2 separate regions of the Mus musculus genome follow, and region 2 is linked to region 1. Evidence: chromatin contacts called from public Hi-C data. All regions are on one chromosome and are shown on one strand. The core of a region is the stretch at or near the end of the contact, and the rest is flanking DNA. Distances in the headings are between cores, read along the strand shown.

Evidence for each region. A called contact is a pair of places that touch in the nucleus more often than the background predicts.
Region 2: a Hi-C map of liver shows a contact between it and region 1, with 2.0 times the contacts expected there. The contact joins the enhancer-like site here to the promoter of Adh6b in region 1. A contact is called at or near these places in 2 of 39 promoter capture datasets (embryonic stem cells and liver), 2 of 484 Hi-C or Micro-C datasets (both in liver) and 2 of 9 other capture datasets (adipose tissue and liver).

Annotation. Positions count from the first base shown.
Region 1 is chr3:138,338,782-138,344,036 of GRCm38.p6, forward strand. Adh6b (alcohol dehydrogenase 6B (class V)) reads left to right here and starts at 2,858. Exons shown (of 11, transcript NM_001370857.1): 1 at 2,858-3,218; 2 at 3,382-3,485; 3 at 4,018-4,116. The coding sequence starts at 4,078. LOC115489864 (a small nuclear RNA gene) reads left to right here and starts at 4,357; the gene lies at 4,357-4,515.
Region 2 is chr3:138,377,657-138,382,925 of GRCm38.p6, forward strand. It overlaps the pseudogene Adh6-ps1. Among named protein-coding and RNA genes, the nearest start is that of Adh4, 35 kb to the right of the region's middle. Within about 2 kb of position 3,680, at least 5 of the 459 cell types and tissues checked have an H3K27ac peak or open chromatin away from gene starts, as enhancers often do. A contact at or near this core is called in liver, where this site is marked.

The DNA of each region.
Region 1 (5,255 bases), core at 1,608-4,107:
ATAGATAAATAGAGAGTGATAGATAACATGGTAGGTAAGAGATAATTGGTAAATAGATGAGTATGATAGATAAATAGAAGACAGATAAATAGGTGAGGATAGATAGCTAGAAAGATGACAAAAAGGCCAACAGACAGACAGACAGACAGACAGAAGCATAGGTAGATGATAGATTTCACACTTTCTTTATCCATCCATCTGTGGTGGGTGTCTGGGCTGACTCCATATCTAGAGTACTGTGCACCTTGGGAAACACGGGTGTGTTGTAGTCACAATCCTTGAGTATATCCATGAGCAGGAGAGCCAGATCACCTGACAGCTCTTTTTCTAGTTTTTACAAAGCCCCTTCATAATGATTTCCATAGTGAGTACACAGATGTACATTCCCACCAATAGTGAGTGCTGGCTCTACACCCAGAGTGTCCTTGCTGCAGTTAGCTTGTGATTTGTCGTCTCGGTGAGAGCCACTCTGACTGAGGTAAGATGAAATCTTGATAGAATTTTGATTTGAATTCCTTGATAACTGAAGATAGTGAATATTTACTCATGTATTTAGTGGTCATTTGAGTAATTTTTCTTTTGATAATTGTATAATTCTTCTGCTCATATATGTATTGATTATTTGGGTATTTAGTTTTAAGTTCTCTATATTTTGTAGATAGTAATCCCCTGTCAGCATAGGTTTTTCTCACATTTTACATGTCAAGTTTCTATACTGGACAATTCTCCAACTCCTTATAGACTCCACCTTGGCCTCTTACAATCTAATTCAGTTCTGATACAAACTACCTAAAGTTAAACACAAAGCCCACAGCTCGGTTCCATGAAACTGCCTCCCATGTCAGATGCTAATCAAGGCCAATGGATGGCCAAGGTTACTCCTGTCATTGACACTGTGAAACCACCTGATTCAGTGACCTTTCCTCAGGTCTAATATTTTGCTGTACTAGCTCACAGAACTCAGAGAACAACTTCAGGTTAATTAGAAAAGATATTAAAAAGATATAAAAATAAATTAAAGGATGTAGGGCAAGATCCAAACAGTTCCTGGAAACATGGGACTCTGACCTGTTAAATTGAAGTTTGCCCTCCCAGCACATGGGTGTGTCCACCAACCTACAAGGTATCCCGACCCACAGGAATCGCCATGGCATAGACATGATAGGAACATTATCTGATTTCTCAACCCTCTCTCCTCCCTAGAAGATAGCAGGTGAAACTGAGCATGTCAAGTCCCTAGTCATGGCTTGGTTTCTGGTGACCAGCTGTCCTGCTGAGACTATCAGGAGTCCTGCTGAGCTGCCTCAGTGGAACAAGTTCTCCTGTACCCCATTCTCTTATAGCCTAGCATATTCAGGGACTGAGGAGTTCTATGCATGTCATATTCATCACTAAAAAAATTCCTGAAAGTCAGGAGTGCTGTGTTAGGAGCCAGAAACAGAGACCAAATGTGTGTGTTTTACTGTGTCAGAAATCACAGTCAGGAAGTGAAGGAGAAACAATACATCTAACTATCCCTTCACTAAGGAGTTTTTGTACAATACATAATTAAAGGAATTGTTTTGATTCTAATTGTGCTATGCTTATCATTTTAACTAGACTGAAGAATTGTAGGCACTCAACCTTTAACTTGTTGTTATGGGAGATATTTTAGAGCTGTAGCCCTAAGGAACTTATTATGCATCTATTTTGATGGCTAAAGCAAGGAACACCACGTTCTCCTCTATTTCATATTTGGTAATTTCTACTACAGACTAATGGCTTGAATGACCAAGAGCAGTGTTAATAGAACACCATGACCAACAGCAGTGTTATAGAACACCATGACCAACAGCAGTGTTACAGAACACCATGACCAACAGCAGTGTTATAGAACACCATGACCAAGAGCAGTTTAAGGAAGAAAGCATTTATTTTACCACATGATTCCAGAGGGAGAGTTCACCATGCTGAGGAAGGCATGGTACGGTGGCAGATGCATTCATGAAGCTGATAGAGGGAGAGGAAGAGGAAGATGGAGACAGAGACGGAGATGGAGACAGAAACACAGAGAGACAGAAACACAGAGAAAGACTCATGGAGAGAATAGGAAGCAGTGTGGGATCATAAACCTTCACACACACACACACACACACACACACACACACACACGTACAACGTCCCCCAAATGTCCCCACCAGCTGGGGGTCAAAGGTTCGAATTCAGGAGCCTCGGAGACATTTCTTATTTTAACTACCACACGTATGTATTCATACTGAGTTGAGTTTCTTGCTTCTACAATCAGTAAAAGAGGCTTCCTAAGATGCAGCAAATGCAACCATAAGCAGCCTAGCTCCAAATGCAGGCTAGCCTTCAGGTGGCAATCCAGCTCAAAGACATTAGCCAGAAGGCAGCAGTTCAAAACAGAAGTTTGGGAGCAGTCAGCAGCGTAACACAAGACTTCAGGAGTGTATGTAGATCAAGACTTCAGGCGTGTAGATCACTGCTGAACCCCGTGCTTGCGGGAACCAATGGCCACCTGCTACTCTTAGAGGCTAGCTTTTATTTTTACATAAAATTGATTCAAATGTGGATAGGTCATGTCACACATGCACCAGGAAGGAAGGAAAAAGATTACTGACAAAATGGTACTTGCTGGGAGAGCAAGACAGGCTCTCAAGAAGGGACATAAGTGGTTTGAAAGCTCACGGTGAAGCCAGGCCAGCAACATTAATGGAGACTGCTGAGATTCATCGTATAGTCAGAGAGAGGGCATGAAAGGAGCGGGAATGGCGAGGACATGACAGCTGCCACAAATAGCCAACGTAAAGTCCGGCTTCATTACAGCCACTTCCTGTGACCGGAAATACTGCAGGAGGGAGAGGAAGGGCTGGCTAACGTCAGGATGGAAGAAGCGTCATGTGTCTGGGAAAGCTGAAGCCTACAAGGTTCTCCATGACCTTTCCCAAGGGTCGTGGAAGCAGTTAAGCAACTGCTCAAGAGAGACTCTGACCAGCAAGGCGCAGAGAGGTCTCTGAGACTGTGGAACTCCTGTGCAAGCCATGCGGAGCGTTCCAGAGATTCAGCCGGGTGATGATGATGCGGCTGCTTTGAAGCCATCCTTGCTCCTGCAAATGATGCTTCACCCCTGTTAGGAGCCCCAATAAAAACTCAGTGGTTCAACAAGTTAGACTCCGGTGCAGTCGTTACTTCAGTCCGCCCTGCATTTACTCTCTGAGGTGAGTAGATGTATGCTTCATGCTGCTCTAGCAAATATTTGTCAAAAAATAATAATAATAATTGCTTTTCATTGATTGTGCCAGTTTAAAACATAATGTATGTGTTTTTTGATGGTTCTTGTTTTCTCGCTTATATTAATGCTTGATGTGTTTTTCTTTCAAGGTGTTAAATGTGCAGAGCTTGATGTGTTTTTCTTTCAAGGTGTTAAATGTGCAGAGCTTGGTAGGACACTCCCGTATACGTGGCACTTCGGCAGGTAGAGGCAGGTAGATCTACTACAACCTGTTTAATTTCACTCTCTCGTACACCCGCCCCACCTGAACACCCTTTATCAATCTGTACTTTTCTTTCTAATTTTTTCTCATGCCTCATAATTCCCCCCACCCCACCCCAGCCCATCCACAAACTCAGGGCAGCTGAAACAGGAATCCTTGTTTGAACCTTGGGACAAGCTAAACCTATAAGTCTTTAGGAAGTTTGGTCTGCTCGTCCAGAAAGGAATGATTCAAAACATGTAGCCTAAAAGTGGTGTTCAGTATCAGAAGACAGGATGTGCAAATGGTTCGCTGCAGAAACTTTTCTTCATCTCTTTTCTTCTAAAACACCCACTCCCTTTCCTCTTTTGCTTCTACTCCACCATCTTTCCTCCTCAGCTTTCCTCGCCGGCTTCTTCCTTCTGTTATCCTTCTCTCTTTGGATTTTTTTCATTTCTCTCTTTCTCTTCTCCTCCCTCCCTGGTTAGTGCATAGCATAGCGCGGCTGAGTCACTGTGGAGTATAAGAGAACATTTGTGCTCAGTCCAGCAGGTAACCGCTTGAGACAGAAGAGCCCTCCAGTCTAAACCTTCCAGAAGCAAAGATGGAACAAGCCAGCCTCGCCACAAAAACATCCAGCAATGTAAGTCAGGGTTTGCTCTTGGAACATAGTCTCCTGAGTGGTTATCATTATATTATGTGTGTGCGTGTGTGTGTGTGTGTGTGTGTGTGTGTGTGTGTGTGTGTGTGTGTTACTATTTAAGGCTCTGTTGAGAGCACGCTTTACACAAATGAAGAACTATAATTTGCAAGTCAGTTTTAGAATATTACTATCAAAATTACAATAAAATAAGAACTGTTATTAATTAAAGAAAAAATGTAGAAACTTGCCCAAAAGGGGAGATACTACGATCGCCGAGGTGTTTTTTCTGGCATGAGGCTCCTCCACTGCACTCCACATATGCTGACCCTTATCATTTTCCTAAATTCGAAAAACTACATAATTTGTAGTAGCTGGGGGCTGTGTTTCCTCTTCTCCCTTATTTTTGTGTTGAAAACTAAAGAAACAAACAACTTAGTCAATCCTGAGAAGTTAAAAAATGAAATATAATGCTTAAATTTGTATCTTCAAAATATCTACTATAAAGGAAGATCAATACAGCAAACGGAACTGTGTGGAGATTTACAGGCTAAACTGAATACATGCTATAGGGTGGGAGAGGTCACTTGTAAAGGCAAATTAAATGATGTAGGTCATATTTCAATAGGACAGACTTTGGTTAGAAAAATAAAATGGATAATGATTCTTGTTTTACTTCCAAGGTAATGTTCATGTTCTCTAACAACATTCTTTGCATGACAGATTATAATCTTCTCTAAGTAAGTAATTAATATTAGAAACTGTAATGCAGACATTTAATTCAGAGAACAGAATTGGATTTCATGAACCAACATTAATACGCTGTGACATTTTAAATACAGATAAATCAACTAAGAATTCCAATCAGCTCTCTGGAGCTAAAAGAATGTGTAATACCCCTGTATATGTGCACATTTAAATATACAATACACATATATGTATAGATGTGAACTCATCTCCCATTATAACATTTTATTTCAATTTTTATCTAAATCAGACAGATGTAAAATATAGATGTGATTGTTTCCAATGAGTAAGTAGATTATTTCACCTCAAACAGACATTAGCAAGATGGTTGGTTGGACAGTGAATGCAAACTGAACGCCTCATCTCACCTGTTTGTAGCTCATTAACAGTCAAAC
Region 2 (5,269 bases), core at 2,430-4,929, 40 kb after region 1:
GCTTAGGTCCAGCCCATGTATGCTCTTCAGTTGATGGTTCAGTCTCTGGGAGCCCACAAAGGTCCAGGTTAGTTGATTCTGTTGGTCTTCTTGTGGAGTCCCTATCCACTCCAGGTCCCTCAATCCTTCCCCCAACTCTTCCATAAGGTTCCCCAGCTCCATCTAATGTTCAGCTGTGGGTCTCTGCATCTTTTCTCATCAGCTACTGGATAGAACCTCTCAGAGGACAGTTATGTAGGGCTCCTGTCTGCAAGCATAATAGGGATTGATTCTTGCTCATGGGCTCTCAAGTTGGGCCAGCCATTGGTTGGCCTTCCCTCAGTCTCTGCTCCATCTTTGTCCATGCACTTCTTATAGACAAGACACATTTCGGGTCAAAGGTTTTGTGGATGGGGTTGGCGTCCTTATCCCTAGACTGGGAGTTCAGCCTGGCTACAGGAGGTGGCCATTTCCCACTGATAGGAATTTCAGCTGGAGTCACCCTCATAGACTCCCTGGAGCCGTCTCTGGTGCATCTTAGAGATAACCTTGCCCTCTTCACCAATTTCCATTCACTTGTCCTGCCCTCTCTCCACAGCTCTCTCCCTACTCCTAATTCCCCCCACATACCTGATTCCCCTCCTCATCCCCTCCACCCACCTCCAATGACTCTTTTATTTCCCCTTCTGATGAGGTTCAAGTATCCTACCTTGGGCCTTCCTACTTATTTAGCTTCTTTGAGTCCATGGATTGTAGCATGGGTATCCTGTACTTTATGGTTAATATCTACTTACATGTGAGTACACACCATGCATGTCCCTCTGGGTCTGGGTTACCTCACTCAGGATGATATTTTTCTAGTTCCATCTATTTGCCTTGAAATTTCATGATGTCTTTGTTTTTAGCAGCTGTGTAGTTCTCTAATGTGTAAACCACGTTTTTGAAAAATCTATTTTTTGGTTGAAGGACATCTGAATTGTTTCCAGTTTCTAGTTACTACCAATAAAACTGCTATAAACATAGTTGAGCAAGTGTCCTTGGTATGGTGGAGCATCTCTTGGGTATATGCCCAGGAGTGGTATAGCTGGGTCTTGAGGTAGGGCTATTCCCAATTTTCTGAGAAACTGCAAAATTGATTTCCAGAGTGGTTTTACAAGTTTGCACTCCTACTAGTAGTGGAGGAGTTTTCCCCTTGCTCCATCTCCTTGCCAGCATGTGGTATCCATTGAATTTAGGTTAGCCATCCTGAAGGGTATTAAGTGGAATCTTAGAGTCATTTTGATTAGTCTGATGACTAAGAATATTGAACATTTCTTTAAGTGCTTTCAGTGATTAGAGATTCCTCTGTTGAGAATTCTCTGTTTAGCTCTGTATTCCATTTTTAAATGGGTTATTTGGTTTGTTGGTGTCTAATTTCTTGAGTTCTTTATATTGTTGAACTTAGTGCCTGAGCTGTTGGTGTCCTGTTCAGGAAGTTGTCTCCTGTGCCAGTGTGTTCAAGTCCATTCCCCTACTTTCTCTTCTATTTAATTTATTGTAAGTGGTTTCACATTGAGGTCTTTGATCCACTTGGACTTGAGTTTTGTGTAGGTTGATGAATATAGATCTACTTGCATTCTTCTATGAAGTGGAAATTTATGGTTGTGTCATGTGATGCTTACTCACATGGTATTTTGATGAGGCAAGACCCATGGGAGGACATGCGATATCTGGAGAGAGTATAAGTAAGACAGTGACAGGGTGCTTACATAACTAGCTGTGCAACTCTTCATTGGCATCTTCGCTGATCTTCACTTTGTTGAGAGAGGCACAGAAGAGAACTCCTGATGTTCCAAATGGTCCTGTTCACTCTGCTGAACTCATGCCAATTTGGCAGAGGCTTAGCAGTTTCTGCTGGACTGTGTCATCATTGCTGATTTGTGTTTGGTGGCACAAACAGAGATTAAAATCACCCCAAAGAACTACTAAAGCATATCCCCTTGTCCTATTTATCATCTTTTCTACCCTACCTTTGGACTCTGAGTTAGAAGGGGCAGGGTGTCAAAGTGTTTGAGAACCCTTAATAAAGTAAGTTTTGAAAAATCTAAGCCTATAGGTGGTACTTATCATGACTTCAGCATAATAGTTAATACTGCTTTGAATGTGGTAGAAGAAAGGTCAGGTTATGAGGGGTTAGCAAATTGTGTACTGTGTTCTCTAAAAGTACAGATGAGAAAAAAAATGGTTTGTTTGTATATTAACATATTGGCTTTGCAGTATGTGGAAGACATTGAAACAGCATATAAATACTTGTCTAAATCTTTGGGAGAAATCTGTCCCATAAATACAGTGCAAGTTTGTGCAAGTCGTCTACATAAAAGTAGTGACTAAATGCATAAAAATAGAAGGCAGTTTGTAATATGGCGATGATGGGCTGATATCAGAACCCATAAGGCATACTTTGCCATCTGTTACCTCTCCAACACCATTCTGCAATGAGGAGCATCTGTGTTCACCTCCATCTGATGCTCTTCACTCTTCACTCCACAGCTCACTGCTTCACTCCAAGATCCCTCATACCTCAGATCACAAATAATCCTACACTGTATATTACTGGGTCTGGCATGGCTGCCAAAGGGATATGACATGGTTCCTGCACCTGTGGTAGAGCCAGTAGGACATGGGTCTCCTCAGTGCTGATGGTGGCTATAAGCACAAGGCTTGTTTCCATAATAATAATCATATTTTACTTCATGTTCCTCCTTTGGGGGATGTTCTCCCTATCAAGGATAGCAACTCCTTGATCATCAGAGACAGCACGATTCTGGAAAGTGATTACGTGTCTCAGTTCTGCAGCAGTAGCGTCTGTGACCTTCAGGACAGCCCTTAAGGCTATGGGAAAGATCTCTGAAAATATGAGTTCAAGAATATACAAATTAGCATAAGATTATACTGTTCTATAGGATTCCTCAACTATGCAAAATATAAGGATCCAATATGAACTGTATGAGGGGCTTCACGGACCTGAGAGAACAGAGGCAGCTGCACTAATGAGTCAGCTTAGTCAGAAAGATAGTAAGGAAGGAGACAGGATTTGGTCAGTAGAGGTAAAAACCTGGTATCAGGAACAAAAGATGAAGGCTTAATGATACCCCTGCTTTCTGGGCTCACTGAATACTTTCCAATAATAAGCCTTGGAGTTGCTGAGATAAAGAAGAAAAAGTGCAAAGATTAAAAGAATATGTTAAGATAGTTAAAAATTATAAAAATAAGCTTCAATGCTGTTTGCATTAACACAAACAAAAAAACTAGAAAAAGTATTATACTTAAAGCTAAAAATTTTTTTAAAAAGTATAATACTTAAAGATACTTTTCTCACATATTTTCTCACATAAAAAATAGCCTCTATGTCTAGACTTGGCAACCACAAGTGCTATGCCTAGCAAACCGAATAGGACTTGCAATGTTAAAGAAAAAAAAAATGCTGTCTGGTTCATTTGCCTCAAATATGCTCTGTATCTTTAAGGGTCATGGGTCAAGGTCATAAAATGCTGGTTCATGGAATGATCAGAAGGAAAGCTGGGGTAAATAAACTGACACATAATTTCTGAGGAAGTAGTTTATGCAAATAAAAGTCTGGGCTTTGATCTGCCTGGGAGGTCACAGTGCTGTCAGCTTGCATCCATCACTGACTGAGTCCTTCTTCCACCGCTCACAAACACCCTTCCTCAGGACCCTCTTGCACAATGAACTGGCGCATGGCATGATATAACAACTGTGGAGTAACTAGTGATCTATTTCATTCGTAAATGAATGAATGCCTGGCTTCCAGCCAGGACTGGCAGCATGTGCCTATAATGGCAGCCCAGGGATGTGGAGGCAGGAGGATCACAAATTCAAGGGCAAAATGACCTACACAGCAAGACTGTTTCAGAAGAGATAGAAAGCTATCCATCCTTTTATATGTGTGCTTTCCTATAAATAAAAAAGACATTTGTCAGGATGGCTTGAATATAGAAGCTGAAAGCATAACAAAAAAAAAAAAAAAAAAAAACTATAGTGGGGTGGAAACCACTACCTTCAGCATATAGTGAGACTTTTTCTTTTTTTTTCATACTGAGTATAGATGAATTAAGAACATTCTAGTAATGATGAATATAAGAGTCTTCCTCACCTTATCAGCATCCTTCTCCCTCTTCATCTGCTATCCCAGGTGATCAGATGCAAAGCTGCTGTGCTCTGGAAGCCTGGGGCCCCACTTGCCATTGAGGAGATAGAAGTGGCCCCACCAAAAGCAAAGGAAGTTCGAATAAAGGTAAAAACAAATTCAACATTTCCACATCAAAACAAAAGCCATTCACTGTATATCCTTTCCAGAATTCCCTATTCAAAATTAAAACAGCATATTCTTTTGCCTAGAAAATGTTAGGGAGAATTAATACATTTTTATACTAAGTAGAATAAGAAAACTAGTTCAATGTTTTGTTTTGTTTTTTTAAGTTTAGTTACATGCTTGAATTTACTAGGGAGCTTGAAAAATGCTAACTGCATCTCATCTCAAATTATGAGTTGATTGGCTGGGTGTGGCATCTATCCCCAGATGATTCTAACTGGTTCCCAGCAAGCTAGAATGCAGTTCATCTGACTTGTGGCTCAAGGTCATTAGGTTATTTTCATTACCATGGTGGGGAGTATGTATTGTTTACTGGTGGACTATAGAGAGATAGCTATTTCTAAGTTCCCTTACCTATACAATCCATACCCTCTTTTTCTGCACCTTCTATGGTATCTATTCTTTACTGGGTGAGGAGTATGGCATTTAGCAATCGCCACAGACTACACCCCAACAATGTCACAATTCTTACAAGCAGTTTTAGACTCAAAGACATCCAGCCATTATCTGACAAGCTACAGTCTGACTCTCTCACCTGTGCATTTGATCCAAAATACAGAGCCGGGTAGATTATGATAAGCAGTGGAGAAGCTGCGTGGGGGTGGTGCTGGTGGCCATCATTAGTCAGGTGATTATGATAGATGAAGGTAGAAAACCTGCCTTCTGTAGGTAACAGGACAAAGCCAGCTGGGGCCACTGAATCAGCGAAGAAGAATAAACACAGACCAGATTTCTTGGTGCATTTCTAGAACCACGAGGTTTCAATGTCTGTCCGATCGTCATGTCACAAGCACAACACAGTTAGGACTTACAATGAAGTGGGACTATTAACAAATCCTTAAGTGTCTTTGAGAAATAAACTAAAACTTTAGCTAAAATAGGGAGTTAAGGAAGAGCACTGTGTTCCCTTACACAAAT